Linked DNA regions of Sus scrofa: region 2 is linked to region 1. A link is a contact called in public HiChIP or PLAC-seq data. All regions are on one chromosome and are shown on one strand. Each heading gives the region's core, a stretch centred on a gene start, on an enhancer-like site or on the middle of the called end of the contact. The rest is flanking DNA. Distances are from core to core; before and after follow the strand shown. Region 1 holds the start of PDLIM4 (PDZ and LIM domain 4). Region 2 holds the start of IRF1 (interferon regulatory factor 1).

Evidence for each region. HiChIP or PLAC-seq counts read pairs in DNA pulled down with a chosen protein or histone mark.
Region 2: an H3K27ac HiChIP or PLAC-seq map of skeletal muscle shows a contact between it and region 1, with 2.8 times the contacts expected there. The contact joins the promoter of IRF1 here to the promoter of PDLIM4 in region 1. A contact is called at or near these places in 4 of 47 Hi-C or Micro-C datasets (embryonic fibroblasts, fibroblasts, mesenteric adipose tissue and 1 more) and 2 of 2 datasets of contacts at active chromatin or transcription factors (alveolar macrophages and skeletal muscle).

What each region holds. Positions count from the first base shown.
Region 1 is chr2:134,553,962-134,557,915 of Sscrofa11.1, forward strand. It overlaps PDLIM4 (PDZ and LIM domain 4), which reads left to right and starts at 2,002. Exons shown (of 7, transcript NM_001285969.1): 1 at 2,002-2,131. The coding sequence starts at 2,039. The region is part of intron 3 of P4HA2 (prolyl 4-hydroxylase subunit alpha-2); the gene reads right to left.
Region 2 is chr2:134,781,112-134,785,284 of Sscrofa11.1, forward strand. It overlaps IRF1 (interferon regulatory factor 1), which reads right to left and starts at 2,535. Exons shown (of 10, transcript NM_001097413.1): 1 at 2,307-2,535; 2 at 1,099-1,190. The coding sequence starts at 1,185. All of the region lies in intron 11 of SLC22A5 (solute carrier family 22 member 5), which reads left to right.

The DNA of each region.
Region 1 (3,954 bases), core at 752-3,251:
TCTAGAAGAGCCACTCCCTACCACACCCCTGTCTTCAACCCTGTGAGAGAAGCATTCAGAGATGCATTACCCAGCCCAGATGCTGAAGGGCTAGGAAAGTCATAATCAAGAGGACCACTTCCGGAAGGGGGTGATAGGTTCCCCCCACATGGAAGCAAACAGGAAGGCAATGAACGGGTTTCCGGTGGTGGGGGGACATTGGCGAGGGTGGCGGTCCCTGGGGGTGTGTAAGCTGGGAGAAGGAAGCCATGTCTAAGGACGACTTTCAGGAATCCACTCTGGGATGTCTCGGGTAAGAACTTTCACAGATTCTGGAGCCCCCCCACCCCCACCCCCCAGCAAAGCTCTGCACCATTTATATTCACTATGGCTCTTGGGATCCTGATGAGGCTTGTAAGCACCCAGCCATGCGATGCAGCTAATCCTAGACAGTTAGTGACAGTGACAGTTGACCCCAATCTCCACATCCTTCAGTGGGGTCCAAGTCCTGGGGAGCCTCCGTCCTAAGGGTTCCTGAGGGACCATCCAGCGGCCAACTCTTTTGCCAGCCTTTCCCTTTGGTCCATGTTGGGTCCAAGACTGGACGGAGCTGAGCAGAAACCTCCCTCCCGAATTGAAAGCCCAGTGGCTGACATCCCCTGGATACACACATCCCCTCACGTACACACCCTCCCACACACACACCGCTTGTGTTTCTCTGCCAGCAGAACAGACAGCAGCACCCTCTCTCCCAGAGAGGCATTCCTGGTCCACTCTGAAGGGTACACCTGCTTCTGCGGACCACCCCAAGTTCGTGCCTCTGAAGCGCCCTCCTTCTTGAGGTATTACAGATCCCACAGACACATCTAACCCCATAACCTGTTAGCCTCCCAAGGCTCCTTAACAGAACTTGGACAAGAAGGCACACAGGGTTGTCAAAACTGGTTAAATTAGGGGTGTCCTCAAAGTCTGTAACAGCAAAGAGCGATGCTTTGATGTGTAGCCAGACCCACGTGTCCAGGAGAGCCAGAGAGTGATAGGTGTGGCCCTGGCCAAGCCATGTCACCTGCAATGGTTGTTCAAGGAGATCCCTGGAGGGCAATGGTTGAGAGCAGAGAGAAGACTAGAGAGGGCCCAAGTGAAGGGCTGTCCAAGACCCCACTTCCCCCAGACACTTCACACCCTCCAACGTGGCAAAGCCACCACGCCAGCTACCCTCGCTGCTCCTCTTTCAGGTAGCAGGGGAAACAAAGCTCCCCGCAAAGGAGGAGGGAAGGGGACCATGCACACAGGGAGAAGGCTTGGAAGGAGGGGGCAGCGGGAGAAGGAATGAGTGTCCTGGGGAAGCAGTGACACCTGGAAAGATAAGACAGGGCATTTTGCTTCTAAATTCAAGTCTGGGGTCACGACCTCGTTCAGACAGCCTTCCTGACCTCCCCAAATGAGCCTGGGTACATTTGTGTTCCCACTCCGATACTTGGCGCTACCCTCTGTCATCCTGGATCTGCGACCCTGGCCCAGGCCTGCTCCGGATTCCCATCAGCGCTCGCTGTTCGGAGGTCTCTGCGCACTACCGACGGGTGGGGCCGCAGGTTGGCCTGCCAGGGCCTTGAGGAGGTTTCTGAGCAAGGCGCGGCCCCATCCCCCATCTGGGCTGCCCTTGCTCCCCCATCGTTCCCGGGCTGGGGCGCCGCCCCGTAGAAGCAGCTTCAAAAGGCCAGGCCTGAGCTTCCGCAGCCGGGCTCGGGTCTGCGGGGCCGCACAGTGGAGGCCTGGGCAAGATTTCGAACGTCGGGGCCGCCCCAGACCTGGGGTCTCCGAAAATCTGGTGGGTGTGCAGGGCTAAGGGGCGGGTCCTCAGAGCCCCCCGAAGTGGGAGGGTCGGGTCGGCCGCAGGGCCAATCCGGGCGCGCGGGGAGCGGGGGCGGGGGCCGGGCGGAGGGGGGTACGGGGGCGGGCGGGCCGGGGGCGGGGCGCGGCGTCCAGGCGGCGGCGGCGGCGGCAACCGCGGCGGCTCCTCAGTGTCCGGCTCTAGCTCCGGCTGCAGCTCCGGCTCGCGATGCCCCACTCCGTGACCCTGCGCGGCCCTTCGCCCTGGGGCTTCCGCCTGGTGGGCGGCCGGGACTTCAGCGTACCCCTCACCATCTCGCGGGTGAGTCCAGCGACCCCTGGGCGGCGGGGAGGTCCTGGATCTTACACTCAGCCCTTGCAGTCTACCCGAGACTCGGATCCCCGACGTCCCGGAGGCTCAAAGGCCAAGGGTTGGCCTGGGTAACCCACAGGCTGCAAGAGGAGGCTTCTCGGCTGGGCAGCGCAGCCCCAACCCCCTCCCCCTCCTGCTGGGCCTGCCTGCCCTATCGCTTGGAGGATCCCCCCAAGGGTTCCCTCACCAGCCTGCCTGCTGGCCTCATTTTGGGGGGACTAACTTCAGGCCAGGAAAGGACCGCAGTCACGGGGCAGGGGTCTGGACAGATCCACACAGGCCTAGAAGTGCTGCTTAGACTGAACCCAGCCTGACAATCTGGGCCAGAATGACTGAGAGACCCCTTCCCCTGTCAAGGATCCCTGTCAGCAAAGTTGGGTGATCCCAGAGGGTCTGGGGTCCTCTCTGAAACGGAAGAAAGAAAGATCCATCCACTCTCCTGCTCTGGTTTTAGTCAGTCTCTAATCCGTGACCTCAGTTGTCCTAAGGGGAAACCACCAGGAGGGATTTTTGGCTTCCAGGGGAAGGAGAGCCTTGATTGTGCAGTTGGGAGACCACCCACCCCACACACCAGACACCCAAGGCCAGGGGCCAGGATAAGCTCAGCCCAGTTCAAGGTTCCACGACGCTCGGTGGCAGACTTAGGACAGAGGAAGAGGAGGAGGTATAGCGGTGGGCGGTGGCTAATCTGAGGAGGACAGGGGAGCAGAGGAGAGGACTCCCTCCCTGTTAGAGGGGTGTCCAGTCTGGGAAAGACAGGATCCTGGTCCAGCCTTGGGGTCCCATATTTGAAGGGCTAGAAGAGGGGACTTGGACTCTGTCCTTGGGGGTCCCAGCCTAGGGGACAGAAGAGGAGAGAACTCAGGCCTGCCACTGGGGACTCCCAGTCTGCAAGGAAGAGAGGAGGGGGACCTGGAGCCATCCCTTGACCGCACACGGGCTGCTCTGGTCTTTGGGGCCCCGTGTCAGGGAACAGAGAACACCTTCCCTGCCCTTCCGCCACCTCTCGCCCTGGGGGCTGGGCCAAGGTGGCTGGGCTTTCGGAGACTGCTTTCCAGTTCTTAGGAGGGGGTGGGCACCCGATGGTGCATGGAATCATGGAATCTCATTTCTGGGGGCCCTGGTGACAGGCAGGCCCAGCTGTCCTGGGAGGATTCACACATCTGCCCTCAGCCCCGCAGCCAGCAGGTCCCTGGAGCTGAGCGAGGTGGGCCTTCAACACATCTGGGAGCCTTTCATCTCCCATTTCCCTGAGGGAGCCCTGCTGGGGTGCGTGTGTGTGAGAGAGAGAGAGACAGAGCACATCTGTGTCTGTGTGGGTCATGCTGTGTGTCCACCGAGGTAGGCTAGTGGGGGTGTTAGGCCAGCCGGCAGGCCAGGCACCCCGGGCGTGAGGCCGCTGACAGGCTCAGTGGCGGCGGCTGACGGCCGCAGGCGGCAGGGAGCAAAGACATCTGTTGCCCACGCGGCTGCCTGCCTGCTGAGGAAAGGCCTCCACACGTCACAGAGGCAGTGGCGGCGGCGGCGGCCTTGTTTGGAGCTGATTGGGATGCAGGCCCCTGGCAGGCAGGCAGGCTGGGAAAGGGTTTGCCAGGAAGAACCCCTCCTTGTCCCCCAAAGTCACGCAGCAGCAGCTCAGGCCCGAGGAGCCAGGATGGCTGAGTCTGGGTTGGGGTGGGATCTGAAGGAGATTTATGGGGCTGGAAAGGCACAGGCCACAGCTTGCCCAGCAGGTACCTCCGGGGCAGGTCTACAGACACTGAGGATACGTG
Region 2 (4,173 bases), core at 1,285-3,784, 230 kb after region 1:
GGCCCAGGGCCATACTTGGATAATGACCACCTGTGTGTACCTGGCATTGCCCCTGTACCTCTTTGTCCCTCATTGTTTCCTCCTCTGTGAAATGAAGGAAACACAGAAACAAATATAAAGGCTAAGCTCTCAGGTTTCATTACAGTATACATTTTGAGTCCAACTGCTCAGGTTCAAATCTTGGCTTCATTGCTTTTTGTGTGATCTCATTATCTACTCTCAGTGCCTCAGGTTCCTTACCTGAAAATGAAGATTAATAGGATCTACCTCATAGGACTATTTTGAGGATTAAATGACACAATGTGTCACACTTAGCATGGTGCCATGCCCGCTTCTAGTAAGCATATAGTAAGCATTAGCTATTATTATGAATACTACTTTTTTTTGGGGGGGCGCACCCACAGCATGTGGAGGTACCCAGGCTAGGGTCTAATCGGAGCTGTAGCCGCCGGCCTACGCCAGAGCCACAGCAACTCGGGATCCGAGCCACGTCTGCAACCTACACCACAGCTCATGGCAACGCCAGATCCTTAACCCACTGGGCAAGGCCAGGGATCGAACTCACAACCTCAAAGTTCCTAGTCGGATTTGTTTCTTGCACCATAGGAACTCTTATGAATACTATTATTACTGCTAAGTGTGCAGGGTCTATGCTGCCCCGTGAGCACCAGCAAGAGGCCCCCTGGGCCTGGACGACTAATGCAAAGTTCATTCTTGTGTCCCCTGCTAAGCCAGCTACCTTCCCCTGCCAGCAGTGCCCACTCTTCTGTCTCTTATCTGACTGACTGGAGCCCTGCAGGATGCTGTGTGTACCTGTAGGTATTTCCCTCAGGAGAGACCAGAACTATGGCTCTGCAGATGCTGGGAGTATCCTGCTACTGGAAACCTGTCAGTGCCCTCAGATGGGTGACCTGTCCATACCTCAAGAAGGGAGGCAAGCAGAAGTCAGCCGGTGGGGCCCTGGTGCATGCAGGGCCCACTGAGAAACACATCTGCCTACTTCCCAGTACTTCCCTTTTTGAGCTGCATCGGAAGCTTTGGTCCCCCAAAGGACATAGGTTAAAACAGTGGCAGAAAAACCCAAAAAGTAACACTCACTTTATTAATCCAGATCAGCCCTGGGATTTGGTTGGAATTAATTTGCATCTCTAGCCAGGGTCTCATGCGCATCCGAGTGATGGGCATGTTGGCTGTAAAGAGAAGACAGAAGGCTCCTGTTTGGACTGTCGAGAAGCCCCTGGACATTACCCTACCCCACCCCAGGTCATTCATTTACCCTCCCTTGCCCTCTGCCAGGTACCAAGTACTACAATTGTAGTACTACAGCTGGGAAGAGGGCTTTCTCTGGAATAAAACCACCCTCCGAATCTTGTTATCACCTTGAGCAAAACATTTTTTCTTCACTCCCTCCCTCCTAGACAGTCTTGGGAAGAGAGAGGCATGCAAGTGATGGTTCAGGATATATGTGTAGGAAGAGACAAAAACAAGCAAAAAAAAAAAAACAAAAAACAAAACAGAAACCAGGTATCTAAATTCCAGAACTTTTCTCTCAAAATTCAAATCCTTTGGGAAGCTAGGGCCTTCTTTTGCTTAATGCCAGAAATTTCCATACTTGAGTTGTTGCCACTAGCTGTCCACTTTCCCTTAGGGACAAGGAGGCACCCTGCATTCTGGACCACCACCCCCTCCCGCCCAGCCTCCCCCCCCCATCTATTCTATTCTACACCTCCCTAACAGCCACAGTGCAAAGGCCAGGACGCTAACCATTCCCGCCAGACTCCCCTCCTCGGGCTTAGTGGCCCAAGGAACACCTGTGGCGCCTCCTCCCGGGGCCCGGGGAGATCCTCCAGCCACCCTGGTCAGCAAGCCCCAGACCCCGCCACCTGCATAGACCGCCTGAAACCTGGGGCCTGTGCGCGAGCTGGGGCCACAGATAGCTGACGCCAGGAGCACAGGGCGCCCACGCGCCGACGTACACTCGAGTCCCGTGGATGCGCGCAACCAACACACAAGGGCCACCCAGAGGCCGCCCGCGGCTTCGCGCACACAGATCTGCGACAGCGGCCGGGCGCCGGCAACCTTGGCCGGGTAGGCGGTCCATGCAGCGGTCCGCCTCCCCTCCCGCCTGCCCCCACCCGGCGCAGCCGCTCGCCGCTCCTCCAGCGCCCTCCTGAGCCCGCGCCGGGACCCAGGCAACGCCGCGCGCCCGCCACTCTCCCGGCTAGGGTTTTCGGTCCCTACTTCCTTGTGCCCTGCGCGCCTTTGTTCGACGCCACCGATGCCTCCCGCGGAGAAGGTGTGCTCACCTCGGCAGCAAGCGCTATCCGGCAGTGGTGCCCGAGGGTCCCGGCGCTGCAAGGGCTGCTGTGTGGGCGCGAGGAGCGCGATTCCCGGTGGGAGCGAAGAGAAGGCAGAGGATGCCCGGGCCGCGGAGCCGCTGGGCACGGCTGGCCTTGGCTTGGCACGGCTCCCGTTGGCCTCTGCTCGGCCGGGCTCGAGCGCACGTCCTGCCTGGACGAAGGAGTGGCGCGCACTGCCTGAACCGCGACGCGGGCGAGAAATCTAAACACTTAGCGGGATTCCCCCAGCCCAGGCCCGGCCCCGCCTCCTAAAGAGCCGCGAGGGCGCCCATTGGCCGGCGCCGCCTCATCATTTCGGGGAAATCAGGCTGTTGTAGAGCTAGCGGCGAAGGGGAAGTACAGGGCGGCTGCCCCTCCCCACCCCCTCCGGCCTGGCGCCGCCGCCCCGGGGCGACCGCGGGCCCGCCCCGCCGGCTCCCACTCCACCCCCACAGCAGCTCGCCCCGGAGAAAGGCTGTCCTGGAAAGCCAAACGCCCCCGGCCCGCAGTTACTCCTGTCACTCAGCACTCCCCAACCTGCTAGCTGCCATGGCCATCTCTTCGTCTTCCTTTATGGAGGGTAGGGACAGCAGTCTCCCCAGGCCCGGTGAGGGGGTCACCTGGGCACCTGCCTCCTCCTTAAGAGTGGAGGCCAGGACTGAATCTCCAAAACCAACCTGCTTCCTCAAGTCCGGAAATGGGGTGTCAAGAGGGAGGGTTTTGGCTCTCAAAAGGTCGCCTTTTTGAGGAGTGACCTACCTCCAGGTCACTCACCTGCCCTGGGGAAGTAAAGGAAAGCATACCCTGTTTGGGACTGCCTGGACAGGTTGGCCCCTGCTGGTGCAGCCTGCCAAGGGACTCGTGGGTATCTCAGTTTCCAGTAACAATAACCGTATCTTGCTGGCTTTACAGTGACAAAAAGGGCTGATGTCTATAAAGCGCCATGCCCTACTTGGGCTACAGATGATGCATGATTTGCAAGGTCCCTGTCCAGAGTCTAATAGTGATCAGGGAGGGATCTCTTCCACTTCTCTGTCTACTTCCTTGGGACTGCCCCACGACTGGCCTTAGGGAAAGGAAGAAGGGTTTCAGAAAACCCAGGACTGCTGAATTGGGGTAGGGGTGGGGTAGCCTTGGTTCCTCCTAGCCCTCTTCCTTTAGGCCACATCCACAGACTCACGTGGCACTTGCATCGGAGCCCCACTGTGGAAGCATTGGTGTAGTCTCTGGGCCCTCAATGCTTAGTCCAGAGGGTTTCTGGGCAACATGAGGGAATTGCTTAGGGCTGAGCAAGGCTGTGGGTCTAGCGGAAGGGTTGGAAAGTCCAGGTCCTAAGCTTCTTGGGAATGGCAGCTCTTTAACTCTTGTGCTTACAACTAGACCTTGCCCTGCTTGTGCTCCTAGTGACTGGACTATGTTCATTTTTCTATCCAGAACTCTGGCCTAGCAGGCTGCTTCCTTCACCTCCCCAAAGCTGCTGACTCAGAAGTAAATCACTCTTCCAGGCCAGGCTGGTGGTATCACTCCTGTCACCCAAGCTCGCCCTCTGTAGCAGCCCCCAATTTCAATGTTACAAGCTATAAATAGACACTTTGATGCAGCATTCCACCTGTCAGTCACACTACAGCTCCCTCCCACGGAAGAAATGGATGGGTTAATCCAATTCTGGTACACCCAAATCTGATGCTGTAAGACCAAGCTTGGTTCCCAGGAAACCAACAGGAATGGGTCAGAGCTGTCTCCCAGATACTGATGGGTGCAGAGAGGGAGGAGAAACTGGGAGAAATGAGCCTAGCTGGGTTTTAAGCAAAGTGGAAGGTGTCCTGGAAGTGGG